2 separate regions of the Drosophila melanogaster genome follow, and region 1 is linked to region 2. A link is a contact called in public Hi-C data. All regions are on one chromosome and are shown on one strand. The core of a region is the stretch at or near the end of the contact, and the rest is flanking DNA. Distances in the headings are between cores, read along the strand shown. Region 1 holds the start of Dr (Drop). Region 2 holds the start of Ptp99A (Protein tyrosine phosphatase 99A).

What was found. Hi-C and Micro-C count contacts between places; a contact is called where the count stands out from the background.
Region 1: a Hi-C map of the Kc167 cell line shows a contact between it and region 2, with 2.7 times the contacts expected there. A contact is called at or near these places in 4 of 107 Hi-C or Micro-C datasets (the Kc167 cell line, the S2 cell line and embryo).

What each region holds. Positions count from the first base shown.
Region 1 is chr3R:29,554,951-29,559,890 of dm6, reverse strand. It overlaps Dr (Drop), which reads right to left and starts at 3,505. Exons shown (of 2, transcript NM_057976.3): 1 at 2,046-3,505. The coding sequence starts at 3,255.
Region 2 is chr3R:29,376,156-29,381,491 of dm6, reverse strand. Ptp99A (Protein tyrosine phosphatase 99A) reads right to left here and starts at 3,846. Exons shown (of 19, transcript NM_143434.5): 1 at 3,468-3,846.

The sequences.
Region 1 (4,940 bases), core at 2,256-4,755, 180 kb before region 2:
GACAAACGGTAGCCAAAAGATACAACCTGTATCTACCAGTTAAGCATTTGCCGAAGGCACTAAGTACCTAACACTTGACATAATGCCGCAGAAGATAGCGGCGCAGGTCAGAAGGGAAACCCTCCGGAAAAACAGGGGATCATCAGTCCACAGAAGACAGCAACCTGCTGCGCTAATGAGACACGCTGAACACAGGAACCAGAAACTGAAACCGAGACTGAGGGCCAGAAAACAACACAAAATAAAAAAACAGCTGCCAAATGATACGAAACGAAACGAAATGAAATGAAATGAAGTTGTTCGACTGTATTTTATACACATGCAGCAGTTGACAGCCAAATGACAAAATAAGCGGCAAATGTTTGGAATAGTTTATTCATCTCGGCATCTTTATAGGGAAGGAACGAAAGATAGCTCAAGTGGTTGATGAAGGGCGGTGAATTGATGGCCCACATCGAGATTGATTTATATCGATTTGTTGAACAGTTCCCTTTTGAAATATTTTGGAATTTATGAAAGCACTTTTAGAGATGCAGTTCTGGAATTTCATGTATTAATAGTTTGAATGAGGCGGTAATATGGTAATACTCGAACTAACCTACTTTAAAGCCCAAATTTCCTAATACAACACCCCATTTGAAGCCCTTTTTTTCAAAACACAGCCGACAGCTTTATAAAACAATGCTTTGTAGTGGCAAGAAAAACCCGAGCATATGCAGCAAAAACAGGAACAATAGTTGCTGTTCTGCATATAAAAAGCAAATTTACACTTTTTTGCCCACCGTTTTTGCACCGCCCTTTCCGAGTTTTTCGAATGTGTTTGAGCAACTTTAAGGAGCGGAAACGCAGAGTTCGCGATGGCCGAGTAAAGTTCACATGTCAGTCCGGCATCAAAGTGTGACTTGTCGAGTGTTTTCCCCGATTTTCCACCAGTTTTTCCCTACGACCCGCGGTGCTTTTTGTCCAGGAAATGCAGGCAAAGTGTGAACTGTGCATGCAGATAGAGATCGCCCAGTTAAACAGCCAGACTCGCTTCAATTAGTCTGGCTGGTCGGTTAGACAGTCCGCTTTTTACGCGCTTATTATTAGATTTTCCAATTCGGGAACGGTAATGGGGGGCTGGCTGGCTGTCAGACCGGAAAACACCGAAAAACGCCGCTGGCCAGCGAGTGCAATGAATAATCAGACGTGGCCAATTGAGTCAAATCAGAACCGACGCGACTATCATCAGCCATCAGCCATCATCATCATCATCATCATCAAATAATGGGCCCAGCGCAATCAGGCAGTTTTCATTGTTTTATTTAAGGCCCCGCAATAATTGCCACGCACTTTGACTACAAACTGCAGTCACGATCACTTCCATTCCATAGCCATGATGACGATGACGACGAGGTGGCCATGATGGAGCACCCGCAGCTCGCGTCCGACCAGGAGCGGAGAGTCACCATCGATGCCAATTAAGGCGAGGGGCGGCAGTTAATTGAATTAAAATGCGACACAAAATGGTGTAGATAAAGTTGCCACCGCACATGGGGCATAAAACAATGAGGGGTGGGGTGGGTGGTTTGAAATTCCTCCATTAAATAAATCGTTTTTGAATACACATCGCTGGCTGCTAATGGGGAATTTGCTCCCAAGCGGAATTCGCGTATTTCTATTGTTCACGGGTTCAGAAGTTCATGTTTATGGGTTTACAGTTAATTATAAATAAATATATGAAATGTAACTATATATACACTCATATTTACTTTGATGTTAAGGCTCTAAATTGAAAATATTTTCGAAAGAGAGTTGAGGTTGTTTTTATTTTTTTTGAAGTAAACCTTTTGAGTTCTATATTCTCTCCTATATATATTTTTATTTTCCCATTATTTAATTATGCCCATGCTGAATCCTCCATTGCAAATGAGTTTAAAATATCGCTTAGGACAGGACAGTTAAGCACATGTAACAGATAAGGTTTATCATTTCCCCTCTAGGAAGTACAAAAACCGAAAACAAGCTGACAAAAACCCCACAAAGAACTGGATAACGACACTTACCTCCACCGAATCCTGCTCCCGGAAACATGCCAGGCGGTCCGAAGGGCGGCATTTGTCTGGTTCCTGGCCACGGAACTCCACCGCCCATTCCCGTCCAGGCCACCGCCGCGGCGGCCAGTGCACTGAAGGGGGTCGGGCGGATGGGCACATGACCGGAGGCCAGGGCCGCCGGGGAAAGTATCGTGGATTGCATGTGAGAGCCCGGCGGCGGACCGTGCGGCGATTCCAGCGACTTGCCGCTGCCGTCGAGGCCGTCGGGCGTGGAGCGCGGCGAGTCGTCGGCGTTCATGTCCTCGATATCCACAATGGAGTCCTCCTCCTCGTCGTGATCGGCCTCGTGGTCCTGCAGCATCTCCTCGTCGTACTCCAGCTCGGAGTCCGTGTGGCTGCCCAGCGGCGAATGGCGTTCATTTTTGGCGGGAGTGGAGGCCACATTGCCCTGCGATCCCAGTGCGGATCCCAGTGGCGTGGAGCTGGGCGTGGAACTCGTGGAGGCGGGTGGCGAGTTGGCCCGGGCGTCCGCCTGCTGCTGCTGTTGGCGCAGCTGGGCGGCCATCGCCTGGTGCTGGGCATGTGCCGCCGCAGCCGCGTGGGCGGCCTGCAGCAAGTGGGCGTGGTGCGCGACGGCGGCGGGATGGAAGGTGTTGGCGGGAACTTGGGCGGCCGCACTGGCCGGCGGAGGCGGCGGCGTGCTGCTGGCCTGGGAGATGGGCGAGGTGGCCGCCGAACTGGTCAGGTTCTGGGGTCCATCCGCCGCCTGGTTGGGTGGCGTTCTGGGCCTCGTGTCCGCCAGGAGAGAGGCCACACTAAAGTTGCTCAGTCGGGAGGTGGTCTTGTGCAGATGGTGGGCCGGCGGATGCACTGCGGCCAGCTGGAGCGCCGCCGCCTGCTGCTGCTGTTGCTGCTGCTGCTGGTGTTGCTGGTGCTGCTGCAGCAGATGCTGCTGATGGGCCAGCAGCAGTGCCGACGGCGAGGTGGGACTGGCCAGGGCATTCAGGCCAGCCGGGTGGCTAGGACTCAGGTTGGTCAGGTTGCTGCTGGTCATGTTGCCGCTGCTCATGTTGCTGCCGCTGTTGCTGCCGCTGTTGCTACTGCTGCTGGTGATGATGAGGTTACCCGCGGGAGTGTTACTGCTCGGCGGCACCGTGGGACTGGTCATCGTCTGGCGCAGACCTGTAACTGTCATGCTCGCTGGGCTGAGCTTTAACATAAAGCCTTTCGATCGTTTGTGTAACTGTGGCTCGTTAATACTGTGCTTTAGGTGCGCCGGTTAATTGGTTCATTGAGACATGGTCTGCTGTTAATTTGTTTTGATTATCTTTCAATTAATGCGCTCGTTCGTCACACGCTTGGGAAACACAGACACACACTGTCACACGCGGCGTTTTGTATCTTTTCAGGGGCTATTTATTTCCAGAGAGAGACACGTCCTCTTGAGATCACGTCTGTTCTGCGACTGAAACTGTGGTCGCAGTTTCGGATGCACCGCTGCCTGCCACACAGATACTCACTCACACCGACGCACTCGACGATTGGTGGTGGGAAACCGGCTGTGTAGAGCGTGCCTCTCTCTCACTCCCGTGGTGGAGTGCACCGCGTGCGACACCATTTTTATTGGTTTCGAGACTAGCTCGCTCGCTCTTTTTTTCCGGTGTGAGTCTTGTATTTCTCCACTTTTCTGACTTTTGTTCCGCCTTCTTTTCTCTTTCGCTCTCGCTTCAGTGTGGTGAGTTTGCCGCACTCTTGCCGTACAGACAGAGATGGTGTAGCTGCCCCGCAGTATAGCCGTCCCTGTCGCACGCCTAATTATTATTGAATAATTCAATCTTCAAAGCGTTTTTCCACTTTTTTTTCGAGCTGCTGCGCGTATTAGCATTTTATAACAAGCAGCGGCGGCAAACGCCTGTCCATTTCCACTTTGGTTTTCTGGCTTTTCCTTCCATCTCCATTTTCCCTCTATCTCCCTCTTTATCGTTTATGACTTCATTTGGCCAAATTGGCGTGATTTTTTAAGCTTTATGTACGCCTAATATGTACATATATATGTATGTATATATAGACCAGGCGGTTTTTCAATTTTAATTGGCACTCCTACATGTCCTTAGCGTACAAGAACAATATAATAAATAATAAGCCCATCATTATCAGGGCCCCAAAAGCATCAAATGTCGGGTGGAGCGGCATTATCGCAAAGCTGCAATCTCGGTCAGGAAATTATGTTTTTTCTTCCCTTTTGCTCCACCTCAGGAGATAAGCCATAAAAATCGGATCGGTCCACATAAATCGAACGTCCCGGGAACCCGGCCGAATCAATCACATACATATAAATGTGAAATATGCAGGATTATATAGAATTTTGCCAACCCCCATAAGCTCCATAAATTGCAAGGTTGGCGGGTGGAGTGAGGGAGGGAGCGGGAATACCGCACCCTTTATAATTCTCGCTCTACAAATTAAACTCATTTTAAGGATTATTATGTGAAATTGTTGGCTTGAAAACTTTTGCCAGCCATTGTTCAGCTGCTCCTTTGTTTTCCGCTGCTCGAAGGACCAAGTTGTGAAAATGGGAAATGGGCGTCGGATTGTGCGGGTTCGCTCGGCTTTTCGGGCGGCAAGTTGGTGAAAGGATTTTAATGACAATTGCCAGTGGGTGGAAAATAAAGAGCTCAATTAGAACAGTTGACGAATGGCTGTGTGGTTGCCTTAATTAGTTGCAAACGATGCTGAAAATGAAACGACTCTGCATGATTGGGGAAATTCTAGCCAATTAATTTGAGTTCTTGCCTAAATGGGTTGGGTGAAATTTAGAAATATTTTTATATAATTTCTGAACTTTTTTCAAACTCTTTCCGAAATCGTTTTTAATTACACTTAAAAGAAACCAAGACAGTAAAC
Region 2 (5,336 bases), core at 2,597-5,096:
TCGGTTTTCGTGGCCGGGAAACGGAATTTACGCAAGTTTGTTTAAGCGCTCTTTAAAAAGAAAACAGCATTAAAGAAGTGATTTTTTTTTAGCACAAATATTGACCCAGCTTGAGAATCTGGCGAATTCTGGATTAAAAACTGCGGTCAATTTGTTTGGATTTAATTGGATCTTGTCCAATTGTAATAACTAATTGTCTAAACAAATTTCCATGAATGTGTTTTTAACGACGAAACACGCAAATGCCCACAAAAATACGTAATTTGGTGCTGATGTTGTTGGTGCCAGCATTAATCGCTATTATTTGTTCTCGGCCAGAATTAGGCTTGTGTAATTCCTCGAAAGAGTGGACTCCTAATGAAGACATGCCAGCGAGAAGCCCATTAATAGTCGCGGCTAGACGACCTCAAATAGTCAACGCCTTACGCTAAGCACCTTAACGACAATTGCCCCCTGGAAAAGCATTTTCATCTCCGGTGGCAGTTCGTCAGTGGTCGTCGCTCAACAAGTTTCCAACGCCCGAACGCCCCGGAAAATGGAAAAGTGATGTGGGGTAGCCAACTACCCAACCACCCAAATCCAGTCGGTAATGACCGGTTGTGGACTGCAGAGTGGCGCAATGTGCCCGATGGCAATTAAAGTGCCTCGGAACTTCTACTTTCTACTTCTGCTTGTACTTGTGTTGTTGAGCAACATTTTCTCAATTTTCCACATAATTCCAAACGCAGTGCAGCGCCATCGTCGCCCAGCCCGTTCTTTTTGACCATTAGAAGTAGTAGTGGCAGTTGTCCCCTTTGGGTCCGCAGACAGTTCCGAGCCGCTTTCATGCCCGAATGCCCATGCCCCATGCCCCATGCCCCATGCCCCAAACACAAACACAAACGCAAACGGCGAGCGGAAGGCAGTGAGGAGCGTTAAGTAGCTGGATGTCAGTAGCCGATTTGCAGTTATGACAGCCCCACATTCCCACCACCAACTGCAATGCTGCTCCCCTTTTTGGGTGGCAAACTTTAAATTAAACAGCAGCAAAAAGCAGCGGGATGTGACTTCCAGCACAGCGAGAAAACACGAGTATGCAACGCAAATTGATCAATGCTACACAGATATGTGTCTAAAGTGTATCAGCCGTTCACAATTGCTCATAAAACTTTCATATTTTATCACTCGTTTATGTCCTTTTTTTTAGCAACAGGAAAGCCATTATGTTTCCACTTCACATGCACATCCATTTCCCGCTTTCGCAATGATTTATGCACATTGGGAAAAATAATAAAATGCATAAGAATATTATGAATTATAAAAGATAATTTATAAAAATATAATTGGTATTGCCCAACTGTATAGATCAACATCCTAATATGCAGCTTATTACCTCTAATTATTTATTCTTTTGTTCATTGTAAAATATTTGATTTATTGTTTGAATGACTAAAAGCTTGTGATTTACAATTAAAATAGATGCTGCTCTGACTCCGTTTTCTCTGTGTATGCAAAAAAAAAAGGGACGGGGCGTCAGTGAAGAGTGAAAAAATATGGCACTGCATTTGGCATGAGGCACGGGACACGGGGCATGCGGCTTCCAGCATGCAGCACGAGGCAGGCAACAAGCAGCCCGGGAATTGCCGGAGTAGAATCATACAAAATATTCAGGGAGCAGCGGCAAAAACAGCAACATCAGCTGGAAACAGCAGAGCAACAGAAGTTGTAATTTACAGCTTATTTACGTTGGAATAAAAAATGAATTAAGACAACGAACCAGCAGCATGACAGCAGCTTCCTCCACGGGCAACTCGCAAAGGTAAATGCATAAATAAATCAGGCAAAGTCCAGCAGTAAAAAAAAAAGGTGGAAAAAAGTGAAAAGCGTGGGGAAAGCGGGAAACGAGAGGGAGCGGGTAAATGTAGGAGTATAATTAAATGCTTTGACATGAAAGAAAAGCAGTCAGCTAAATGGAAATGCTGGAACTTGGTTAATTAGCACGGCCAGAGGTGTCGCCGAAGTCCTTGCAGGACTCAAACTTCGAACACATAGATCGAGTCAGCTTCAACTTCAACAATCAAGATGTATATTTCCTGCAAAAAAAAAAAACTGGTCACAACATCGCGCACTTGCTTCTGTATACACTTGCACCGACTCACATAGATGCGGATTATAATGCCAGACGGCGGCTCACGATGGGTGTGCAAAAGTAGAGAGAGAATAGAAATAGAAATAACAACTGCAGCGGTGGAAGCTTAAGTGCAACTGCAGTGGCTGTGCGGCTCAAGTGTTGCCACAAAGGGGTGGGCTTGCATCCAGCGACAACAAGTTGCACGCCTTTGCTGCAAGTGCGACTGCAATTGTTGCCGCATTATAAATTGCAGAGCTGCAACAATGAAATTATTATACGACGAGCAGCTAAATGTATCACATGCCAGCCACACGCCTAATCATCTTGTAAGCACTACTGTAAAAAGGACACTCGACTAATTCGGTTTGGATGCCCGAACTGCTGGCTGAATTTATATTATTATTTGCTGATGTTTGCAATTTGGGCACGTGCCGCAAATTCCAAAATAGTTGAACGTGTGCCACACCAGTCGAGCCAGAAATCCGGCTCCACCAAAAGGTTAAGCACAAACACTCTCGATTTTTTTTCTTTTTGGTGCAAGGGGATTCGACCAAGGACCAAGGACCATTTTTGCGCTCCGCTGGCTTTGTTGACAAACACATTTTTTGAGTGGGGCAACATAATGCGAGAGTGAAGTGAAGTGAAGCTGCTGCCGAAATCAGCGCAAATTTAGTGGCAAAGCAAATAAATTTAGTTTAATTTTGCCCAGCCATTGTTGTTTATTTTATTTCATTTTCATTTCATCTTTACTGAAGTCGCTGGCTGGCTGGCTTTTATTGCCCCAACAAATGGCAGTCGTGGCATTAGGAAAAGTGGCGCAAAAAGGGTTTCACTCGTTTTGGCTTGGTGTTTGTTCAATGGCACATACAGTCGATCCGATGGCCCTTTGTTTGGTCCAGTCCCGAAAAGTCCCAACTCCCACTACCAGCGAATCCTAACAATAATGTCGGCTATTAGCGGCAGGGCATGACCGACCGAATCCCGGGTCAGCAGTTTCAAATAAAACTTTGCGCCAGAAAGGTTCTTAATTTTGGCTCGAGATGCCAAACCGATTTTTGGGCCAGAACAGACCGACTAACCAACCAACGATGGGCCCACGACACTCACTAATTAAACTAATTAACTGAGATGGTCGAGGGATAAGTTGGCTAAAACATCGCTTCAAGACGCAAATTGAAAGGGAAATCGCTTAGCGAAGTGGGTCAACATAAATCCAAAAGTCCGCCCCAAAATGCAAAATGCTAAATATGCTGCAGTACGACGACGAGTTTGGAATTTTCACCCAGTTCTCATCCAGTTGCCTCGATTTCGAATCGTTTAGTTATGCTTGTGGGTCACCAAATCTGGGGATAACCACCTTTTTGCTGTGTTTTATTTTCCGCAACGCAGGACCTTCTATCAGTTAGTGGTTTATCCTCGAGATCGTCGGTAATTGGGATCCTGCTTTCCGAATCCAAGCACACGAACACAAATAAAAACTTAACACGGAACTGGACAGCGATTGCCGCATTTTATTTTTGATTTTCTCTCAACGCTTTATCAATATGCATGATTATTATTCTGGCATTCACTTGAGCTATTCGCCTGATTTTCAAGCACTTTTCGTGGCCCGTTTCGGCCGCTTTGGCTGAGATACATTCAGCGTCAGGATAAACGCGCACACACGCGACGCGAACGCACGAAGTCCGGCAGCGCCAGCGGACACATCCTTACGAGCGCACAACAAACACGAAACTGAGCCGCTTCGTTTTTGCGCAAATAAATTCCCAGCTGAAAGGCAGAAGCCGCCGTTGCCGCTGCCACTGCCGTTGCACCACCGCCGCATCCCCCGGAAAACCCCTCCAGAATAGAAGGTCGGTGGTTCGTGGCCGACTTCGGGTTTCCAGCGGCTTTCCACCACACACACCGTGTGTGTCTCCCGAACTTCTTTGCGAGCTTCAGTGTGTGCTGTTGCCTAGATTTGTGCGCGGGTGGACGCCTCGGCTGTCGTCCTGCCGAGAGCGAACGGACTCACGCTCTCTCATTGGGAGAGCGCTTGTTCCACTTTCAACTCCGAAACTCACCATGACCAAACTCCGAATTGCGCTGGCCTTATCACTGATAAGAGACGCGCTCTTCGGCGGCCACGACCTGCTCAAATCGCTCAGGTGTCGAGCGTTGCGGCACAAACAGAACTGAAACGTTGGCAGCAAGTGTTTTAGGAATTTCTAAGGCACTACAAAGAGGTCCTGGACGGACCGCAGTTAGCTTCGGCCACACATAGCAGCTCTTTGGATGAAAACTAATTTTAAATTTAAATAATATGTTATATAAAGTCTCTTATAAAGGAGCTAAGCTTCAATTAATTTTCCAAATCTTATAATCCGCTTATTTCGATTATATTCAATATTCGAAAAATATTTATAATAATTTATTGATTTAAATTTCTTATAAAATAAATCATAACATTACATTTTGGAGTTATTCACAATCAGTGGACGTTTTTACTGTTGCCAGTTATTTGAACAGTAAAAATGCTTAACATTGGTAGTACATTTGTAGTAATGTTAGAACTCTTCAACCGCTGTAATGTCTGGAAAAGATTTCGACCAAAATCATAACCCCTGAATACTGAATACTGAATCAGTAAATTGTTGTTTTTGCCTTGTCCTGTAACCGAGTGTTTACAGAAAATTCCACCGCAAAAGAAGGTTTCCGTAACATTTTCGAAAATCACCCCTTGGTCCTGCGCGAATGTTGTTTTCATGAGTTTGTTGGTCTACATTCGAACTGAGTCAACGTTCTGTTAACGCGTTGAACAGGCTAGGGAACAGAGGTCTACTCTAGAATGTTAGTGCAATGTTATTGTCCTAAATTTGGAAAGGGGTAGAAAGCGAACCATTCTGCTAATAACATTCGCAAAAAGGACGCCTATAGCTATGGAATAAATAACATTCGGGGTTAATCAAATGATGTGAACCTGCAGTTGAAGGAGAAATTGTGTTGGTCTATGTTATGTTTACATTACAGACTTTTTCTACTTTTAATTTTCGAACAACGTTAACAAGATATTCGAATTGAATGTTCTGTTAATGCGAACATTACATGGGCATGTTATTTATAACATGGTCTGTAAAATAACTGTTTGGATTACATAGTCCTACAGCCTTGTTAGTTTTTTCTTAATTTAAAGTCCTTTAAAAGATATCTTTTATCTTTCAACTAAATATATTCTAATGGTATTATT